Regions from separate parts of the Danio rerio genome. Here regions 1 and 3 are each linked to region 2. Evidence: chromatin contacts called from public Hi-C and Micro-C data. All regions are on one chromosome and are shown on one strand. The core of a region is the stretch at or near the end of the contact, and the rest is flanking DNA. Distances in the headings are between cores, read along the strand shown. Region 1 holds the start of rpp25l (ribonuclease P/MRP 25 subunit-like). Region 2 holds the start of atp2c1 (ATPase secretory pathway Ca2+ transporting 1). Region 3 holds the start of cmtm6 (CKLF-like MARVEL transmembrane domain containing 6).

What was found. A called contact is a pair of places that touch in the nucleus more often than the background predicts.
Region 1: a contact with region 2 is called in a Micro-C map of caudal fin, with 14 times the contacts expected there. The contact joins the promoter of rpp25l here to the promoter of atp2c1 in region 2. A contact is called at or near these places in 2 of 18 Hi-C or Micro-C datasets (caudal fin and hematopoietic stem cells) and 2 of 4 datasets of contacts at active chromatin or transcription factors (embryo and gastrula embryo).
Region 3: a Hi-C map of hematopoietic stem cells shows a contact between it and region 2, with 4 times the contacts expected there. The contact joins the promoter of cmtm6 here to the promoter of atp2c1 in region 2. A contact is called at or near these places in 2 of 18 Hi-C or Micro-C datasets (caudal fin and hematopoietic stem cells).

Annotation. Positions count from the first base shown.
Region 1 is chr16:45,953,739-45,956,482 of GRCz12tu, forward strand. rpp25l (ribonuclease P/MRP 25 subunit-like) reads right to left here and starts at 1,272. Exons shown (of 2, transcript NM_001002540.1): 1 at 1,047-1,272.
Region 2 is chr16:46,087,524-46,090,472 of GRCz12tu, forward strand. It overlaps atp2c1 (ATPase secretory pathway Ca2+ transporting 1), which reads right to left and starts at 1,364. Exons shown (of 27, transcript XM_073926529.1): 1 at 1,311-1,364. The coding sequence starts at 1,343. ubxn11 (UBX domain protein 11) reads left to right here. Exons shown (of 15, transcript XM_073926546.1): 3 at 823-929; 4 at 1,039-1,156. The coding sequence starts at 1,089.
Region 3 is chr16:45,905,906-45,908,707 of GRCz12tu, forward strand. It overlaps cmtm6 (CKLF-like MARVEL transmembrane domain containing 6), which reads right to left and starts at 1,381. Exons shown (of 5, transcript NM_001044756.2): 1 at 1,221-1,381; 2 at 777-930. The coding sequence starts at 908. It also overlaps a transcript of si:dkey-11p23.7 not described here.

The DNA.
Region 1 (2,744 bases), core at 22-2,521, 130 kb before region 2:
TTATTAATCATAAGAGATTGAGTCTTCAGTCATTTGAGTTAGTTATGAAATAATAAACAGTCAAGTAACACAGAAGTACTGAGAAAACAGTTAATAGTTTAGAAAACCACTCGTTCCCATGGTAACGATTAAAATGACCGTCATATGCATTTAGCTTGACGCTCAAAAATGGAAGTTGTAGGCAGCATTTACATTATTAAACCAATGAGTGGCGACAACCAGCCATCAAAAATATGACCCTGAATAATTCTTCAAAAATGACATGTAGCAATGAAACAAGTTTTATTAGTCAATAACTGAATCATTTATTAAAATTATGAGTAAAAATAAATATGGGTTGTACAAATTATAACACAAGTCTAGCATTATCAGGAACAGTGGCAGTAACAATCAATTCTTCACAGTACTGAATATTTTACAATTTATTTTTATTCAGCTGATTGTTTAATTTTATTTTTAATAAGATTACAGGTTTAATTCTGTTTGTTAAAATCAAAAGTGTCTTGCAGTACTGTTTTTTTTTTTTTTTTTTGTAATAAATAGAAAACAAATTACATTTGCCTCCTCCCCTTTTTGGCCGATCTGAAAAATGGTCCGATCTGTGACTAGAAAGCCATAATGTGACCCGAACCGTGAGATTTGGGGTCCGTTGCACCATGGTACATAAAAATGTATGGATTTTAGGTAATAATATTCTTCTTTAGTCTATTAGTAGCAGTGTAACTCAGAACAAAATAGATTTTTTTTATAAATTAATACAATTTTAATGATTGAATATAAATAAAATGAACACAATTAGCTGTTTGCTGTTTAAATCAAACCCACATTTTACCCTGCTATGAAAAGAGCTTGGGGATAGTTGTAAGTTAGATAGGCTCAGGGTAGGTGAAGACTACAAAAACATTTCAAAGGTTGGAAAAGATATTTGATTTCAGGTTGTATGACAAATAAAGTACTTATTTTAAAGGGGCATGATGATTACCCTTAAGCACTGACTATGTGTATGTGATATACTAGTTTTGACGTGAAATATTTCACAAACTTACTTTCTTTGCTAGAGTGGGTTAGCGATCCGGCTAGCACATTCAGGCGGCTGCGGCAGGTTTTCTAAATAACTGCTGGTTCATGTCGTTCCATGTGAATGAAATGCAGGAGTAAGGCGTCAAATTTATTTCTTAAACGCAGGGTTAACTACAGGTAATACGACACAGTTTAAAATATTGAAATGTTGTGTCACAGACCGCTTATCCACATGTATCAGCACGTGACGTCAGCTCGAGTGCCTGTAAGTTCTGTCGTAAAGTGCCGCACGTGTTCATGGGAAGTGTAGTTTTTTTTACGAATTGATCTAAAAACTTATGGTTAAACTCGATTAATAAAGCATGACAAAAGGTAATTTTCACTAAGAAGAAAGCTCAAGCAATCACCAAATATAGTATGAAAAGAATATTCATTTAAGAATAGGACTAGGCTATAATAACTCAGCTTTACATTTAACATTAAATTCAGACTTTATACTATAAAACTGTTATACTTAATATATTTTCCTATGTAGCCTACTTTAGTTTAATATGTTGTGATGGAATAAACTGAATATTATGTTCTGCTAATCCCTGTCAAAGCGAGATTTTACCCCTAAAAATTGACATCCATAGCAGGGAAAAAAATTCTTAAATTAACAAAATGATATTCAGTATATTTTCCTTTACACAACACAACAAACAGGTTTACAACAAGAGGAGGATGGGCATAAAGACAGACTATCAATTTTGATATACAGCTGTTGTTTTTGCTCAACAACGCTGAAGGTAGTCAAAATGTCTCAATTATAAGAACACAGCGCCACCGCGCGTTCAGAATTAACTTGTCGCAGCCTTGCAGAGTGAGCCTGTTCGGAAATAACTGTAAATGCAGCCAGTCTGTCGGACTGTACAGTAAATTACAGCTGCACATGGGCACAGCAGGGCCCCCACTAAAATTAATATTTTTAAATATTTTTGATCGATATAAACTGTTTCACTCACGCCTGGACTGACCATCGGTCATGGTAAATACAAAAAATATATATATTATTTAAATTTATTACAGCCTACAAAAATAAACTGATAATTTCAGAATTCGATTCAATCATTGGCTAAATTTATAATGAAATTTGAACATGAATTTTTATTATTATTTAAATAGATTTTTTTCAAGCTAAATGCGCGGGAAATGAGCTAAAGCAGCCCAGGAGAAAGGAAGAGTAAAGGGCGCACAATAGGAATGCTCCGAGAAATTGCAGAAAAATTTGTAGCAAAATAACCGACCCGTTCAATGCTTGAGTGCATATTTATCGCATACATTTGAGCCATAAAAAGTACAGTTAACTAGCCTATTATTGGATTTTTTAATGTGGTAGGGCTTACATTTGTACTACTGCACTGGTCTGGTCTGGTCTGCTCAACTTTGAAGCCAGTGAGTTGACAGGTAAACACAAACACACATTGTCCTAGGCTATTGATCAGGCTTGCTTTTCTTCTAAACTCAGATTTAGTTGAACCTTTTTAAATGTACAAATATGAGTGAGAAATATTGACATCCTTGGACATTCTTTTAAATTTAGCTGCTTGTTTGTCAAGTACACTGCTCCTAATTTGTATTCAGAAAGGAAAAAAAGGATTGTCAAAAACTTGTAACTTGGAATAATGAGTCAATCGCCTACAACAAGGAAAACGCAGATCAGTTCAGACTCTGTTGACTGGTTG
Region 2 (2,949 bases), core at 114-2,613:
AAACCATTACAAACAAAGAAGTATGGATGAAATCAACAACATATCAACAAATGTAAACTACATGATTTTAAGCACCATTAATAACTTATATTAAATCAAGTAGTCTCTTTCAACATCTATGGTATAGTACATTGTTTATAAATAATTTTAAATAAATTCATTCATTTTTTTTGTCAGCTTCATCCCTTTTATTAATCCGGGGTCGCCACAGCGGAATGAACCGCCAACTCATCCAGCACGTTTTTACGCAGCTGATGCCCTTCCAGCCGTAACCCATCTCTGGGAAAATTTTGCATAAATTATATTTACAATTTTTAATAATAGAGGGAGTTATCACTGTTTAAAAATGTATATTCAATTACTTATACTACTTGGGGCTAGTTGGGTGGCGAAGCGGTACGAGTTGCATGTTCTCCCTGTGTTGGCGTGGGTATCCTCCGGGTCCTCAGGTTTTCCCCACAGACCATGGTACAGGTGAACTGAATAAACTAAACTGGCCGTAGTGTGTGTGAATGCGTGTGTATGGATGTTTCCCAACTACTGGGTTGCAGGGGCATCCGCTGTGTAAAACATATGCTGGATAAGTTGGCAGTTCATTCCGCCGTGGCGACCCCTGATAAATAAAGGGACTAAGCCGAAGGAATATTCATGAATAATTTATATTATTTATAATAAAAAACAGCATATGGAAATAATAATACAATCAGTACTAGACCAGTGCTTGTTGCTTTTCTTTCAAACTTTGATATGAAAATCATTATTCCCGTATATATTTACTTTATTAATTGAATTGTTATAACGGTGGCGATCCTTGTCCTTCAGTCATTTCTGACAGACGAGCAGCGCCGCATAGTGGAGTTTGAGGGTTCCTGTTACCAGTGGCAACTGATCAAACATCTCCGCACTGTAAACATCCACATTTAACCAAAGTAAAAGTCAAACTCAGCAAACACGTTCAATATTTGTTTTCAACATCGTGTTCTTGAGAATTAGTAAGTTATCGTTGTCTTTTTAAAGTTCTACTTTTTACCGTTTTAGATGACGTGTCTTTATTAGGACAAAAATAACACTCAAGTGGTTTTGTAAACATGACCTCCCCGCTGTCTATCCTGAGGAAGAACAGACGAGCTCCTTTACCAGACCTACACACTGATGGGTGAGTGCAAACTACATGCACGGTGAATGAATGTTAAATGCTGACAAATGCTCCATCAAAAAGCGTAGATAGCCAACATAACGTTACCTGAAACTCAATTATTAAACTAATTGTCTAAGAAGTCCTATTATGCTATAAGACCAGAGTTTCTCACCCATGTTCCTGGAGGACCACCAGCTCTGCACATTTTTCCGAGTATGCTAAACCAAACGCACCTGATTCAGATCAGCTCATTAGTAGAGACTGAAAGACCTGTAATGGGTGTGAAAGACATGCGTGTTTGATCAGGTGTGTTTGAACATTTTGGTTTTAGGACTACTGTAAAGAACCTTTTTGATCCACTTCAAATGTTGTTTAGTAGCTACTAGGTTATATTATCACTTGGATTAGCTCAAAGTGTATATTGAAACCGCTCCAATCATTACATGAGTAATGTAGAGTAATGCGTTCGTGGTCATTAGACTTTACTCATGTATTGATTGGAGCGGTTTTAATATACACTTTGAGCAAATCCAAGTGATGATATAACCTAGTAGCTACTAAACAACATTTGAAGTAAATCAAAAAAGTTCTTTACAGTAGTCCTAAAACCAAAATGTTCATTGAACAATACCCGTTCTTGTCTCAGGACAACTTTGATGAATTTTTTGATACGCTTCAGATGCTGACAACAGTTTTTAAACTTTGCAGTAACATGATTTTTAACAGGCATACCAAAAAATAAAGTGTCAAGTGAGAGTATGTGTTTGTTTTGTGTGAAGCAGGGGTGGCCAACCCTGTTCCAGGAGATTTACCGTCCTGCAGAGTTGAGCTGCAACTTTGATCAAACGCAACGGTCTTAAATTACCAAGTGCTCCTTCAGATTCTAGTTGGTTTATTTGTGTTTGATCTGGATTGGTGTAAAGCAAAATTATACAATTTGTTAACAGTTGATTTTTTTCAGAAAAATGTAATTCTGGTTTTGGCTCTTGGTGCTAGTAGAACAGTGTTTTACAAAATAACCAAAACACTTCAATAAAAACTCTTTGTTATGTGGGGAAATAAAGTGATCAAAACTAGAGAACTGCAATGATTCAAAATTGAGTAGGAGCTAGTCTCCCTCATCACTAGCCTTCCTCAGCACCTCGCATCGCTAGTCTCCCTCAGCTAGTTTCCCACATTAACATCGCAAGTCTTCCTCAGCTAGTCTCCCTCATCACTAGCCTTCCTCAGCACCTTGCATCGCTAGTCTCCCTCAGCTAGTTTTCCACATTAACATCGCAAGTCTTCCTCAGCTAGTCTCCCTCAGCACATCACATCGCTAGTCTTTCTCAGGTAGTCTCCTACATCATACTGCCAGTCTTCCTCAGCTAGTCTCCCTCATCACTAGCCTCCCTCAGCACATCACATTGCTAATCTTCCTCAGCTAGTCTCTCACATCATACTATCATACTGCTAGTCTTCCTCAGCTAGTCTCCTTCATTACTAGTCTCCCTCAGCACATCACATCACAAGTTTCCCTCAGTTAGTTTCCCACATCACATCGCTAGTCTTCCTCAGCTAATCTTCCTCATCACATCGCTAGACTCCCTCAGTTAATCTCCCACATCGCTAGTCTCCCTCAGCTAATATCCCACATCATGTCGCTAGTCTACCTCAGCTAGTTTCCCACATTGCTAGTCTCCCACATCACAATTCTGCCTCAGCTAGACTCCCTCAGTTAATCTCCCACTTCACATCGCTAGTCTACCTCAGCTAGTCTTCCACATCACGTCGCTAGTCTTCCTCAGCACATGGCAAGTCTCAAATGTCAG
Region 3 (2,802 bases), core at 131-2,630, 180 kb before region 2:
TCAGGAACTTTGATGTGGAGGCTGAAGTATGAGAAGGAGCACTATCCTGCTGAAGAATTTGCCCTCTCCTGTGGTTTGTAATGTGATGGGCAGAACAAATGTCTTTATGTCTCAAGCTGTTAATGTTGCCATTCACTCTGCAGATCTCTCGCATGCCCCCATACTGAATGTAACCCCAAACCACGATTTTTCCTTTACCAAACTTGACTGATATCTATGAGAATTTGGGGTCCATGCGGGTTCCAATAGGTCTTCTGCTGTATTTGTGATAATTGGGGATACAGTTCAACAGAGGATTCATCGGAATAATTTACCTTCTGACATTTTTCCAAATTATCAACTAGAAGTCAAGTTGTTATTTGTTGCTCTTACAACTGGGACCAACGAAAAGACTTTTGTCAGGCAGTACATTGTAGTCTTATTTTTTCATAGCTGCATATGTTCACAGATTGTGTGTTATGCAAGACAACATTAAAGTTTAGACTAAGGTAAAATTGGTTTTATATTCACACATATTGGACTTCCTAATAATATAATTTCAGAAAAGTGTCTGAATAGTTATTAGCTGCTAATATGACTTCCCTATCAAAGTGCAACACTGTTCACAATCATATAAATAGTGCTAATGTTGTTTTTGAAGTCACACTTATGCGATTTCACACTGAATCTTCAAAGTAGGCTAGCATAGAAATGAAGTTGTCCCTGAACGAATATGCGAATATAAAACCAACTTTACCACATTAAAGTAAGTTACGGTAGGAATATGTGTTACTTACCATTTCGACCACTTTTATCACAAATCGTATTGTCTCCAGATTTTCTGATGGCACGTTGAACCATCCTTTAGATTTGTTTGCCTGTGCTGGTGCTGTTGTGGTGGTGTTATACACCGGGTCTTGAGTGGCCATACTGTATTTACTGTAGCTAAATCTGATAACGAAAAGCATATAAAACAGTTTAACTATAACAGATGTTCGCACTTACAAACCAGAAGAGCAATAATTTAGCGTTATAGATAACATATCGCATAATAAACAACGTAACAAAACACCGACAGCAGTATTTCACGTTTATAGAAACGAAAGTGAAAAAAGTCAAAGTCAAGTCTGAGCTAACAAAGTATATCAATATAAAGCGATCGATATAAACAAACTCAAGTGATGCAGATGCAAACGCTTACGTGTGATAGTAATATTAATAGAGTTTCAAGACTGAAATACCTGTTTGTTTGGTCGGATGGTTGTTTTAATATGCTCTGTTTACGTCGACTCGTCCTTTGTGCGGAGAACTTGTTTCACTTCCGCCCTGCCTCAGTTTTGTTTTAATGAAGGAAGGGCTTCCTACGGAGGCTGCTAAAGTCAACACCACTTGCGTGTGCACCACAGGGGTGTTTCTGGGATTTTTGTTCTGCGATTTTTTTCACTTCTCCTGTCAGGGATTGTGACAGGCTCTCAAAACACTTCATGAAGATCGCTTTAAAGGGATAGTTTACCCAAAAATGCTGATTACTCACTATTTATTCAACCTCAAGTGGCTCCAAACCATTATGAGTTTCTTTATTCTGTTGAACACAAAAGAAGATATTTTGAAGAAAGCTGAGTGTTTAGGAACACAAATAGGGATGTCAGCTTTCTTAAAAAACATATTTTTTCTGTTTAACAGATTTAAAACAAGTGAACGCTGAGAAATTGATGGCAAAAAATAAAGCTTTGGATGAACTATTCATTTTACTTTTTTAGCCATGCCTTAATTTTTTTAGTTTGAATGCTTATTAGTGGTTTATTAGTGTTGAAGATATTAATTAGCACATTAAAAAATATCACTTTAATAATAAAAATGTATTAAAATAGTATATGTTCAGAATCTAAAAAGCTTGAGACTATAAGCTAAAGAAAAGTTCAACCAAAAAGAAAAAAAATCACTATTGTTCTGCCTTAATTGGTTCCCAACCTACACTCACTGGCCACTTTATTAGGTACACCTGTCCAACTGCTCATTAACACACATTTCTAATCAGCCAATCACATGGCTGCAACTCAATGCATTTAGGCATGTAGACCAGAGCAAGATGATCTGCTGCAGTTCAAACTGAGCATCAGAATGCGGAAGAAATGTGATTTAAGTGACTGAGTGTGGCATTATTGTTGATGCCAGACAGGCTGGCCTGAGTATTTCAGAAACTGCAGATTTTTACACAACCACAATCTAGTGTTTCCAGAGAATGGCTCGAAAATGACAAAATATCCAGTGAGCAGCAGTTCTGTGGGTGCAAATGCCTTGTTGATGCCAGAGGTCAAAGGAGAATGGCCAGACTGGTTCGAGCTGATAGAAAGGCAACAATAACTCAAATTACCACTCGTTACAGCTGAGGTATGCAGAAGAGCATCTCTGAACGCACAACACGTCCAACCTTGAGGCGGATGGGCTACAGCAGCAGAAGACCACACAGGCTCACCAAAATTGGACAATAGAAGATTGGAAAAATGTTGCCTGGTCCGATGAGTCTTGATTTCTGCTGTGACAGTCGGATAGTAGGGTCAGAAATTGCCGTCAACAACATGGAAGCATGGATCCATCCTGCCTTGTAACAACGGTTCAGGTTGTTGGTGGTGTAATGGGGGGGGTTTTCTTGACACACTTTGGGCCCATTAGTACCAAGTGAGCATCGTGTCAGTGCCACAGCCTACCTGAGTATTGCTGCTGACCATGTCCATCCCTTTATGACCACAGTATACCCATCTTCTGATGGCGTCTTTCAGCAGGATAACGCGTCATGTCATAAAGCGTGAATTATCTGTACTC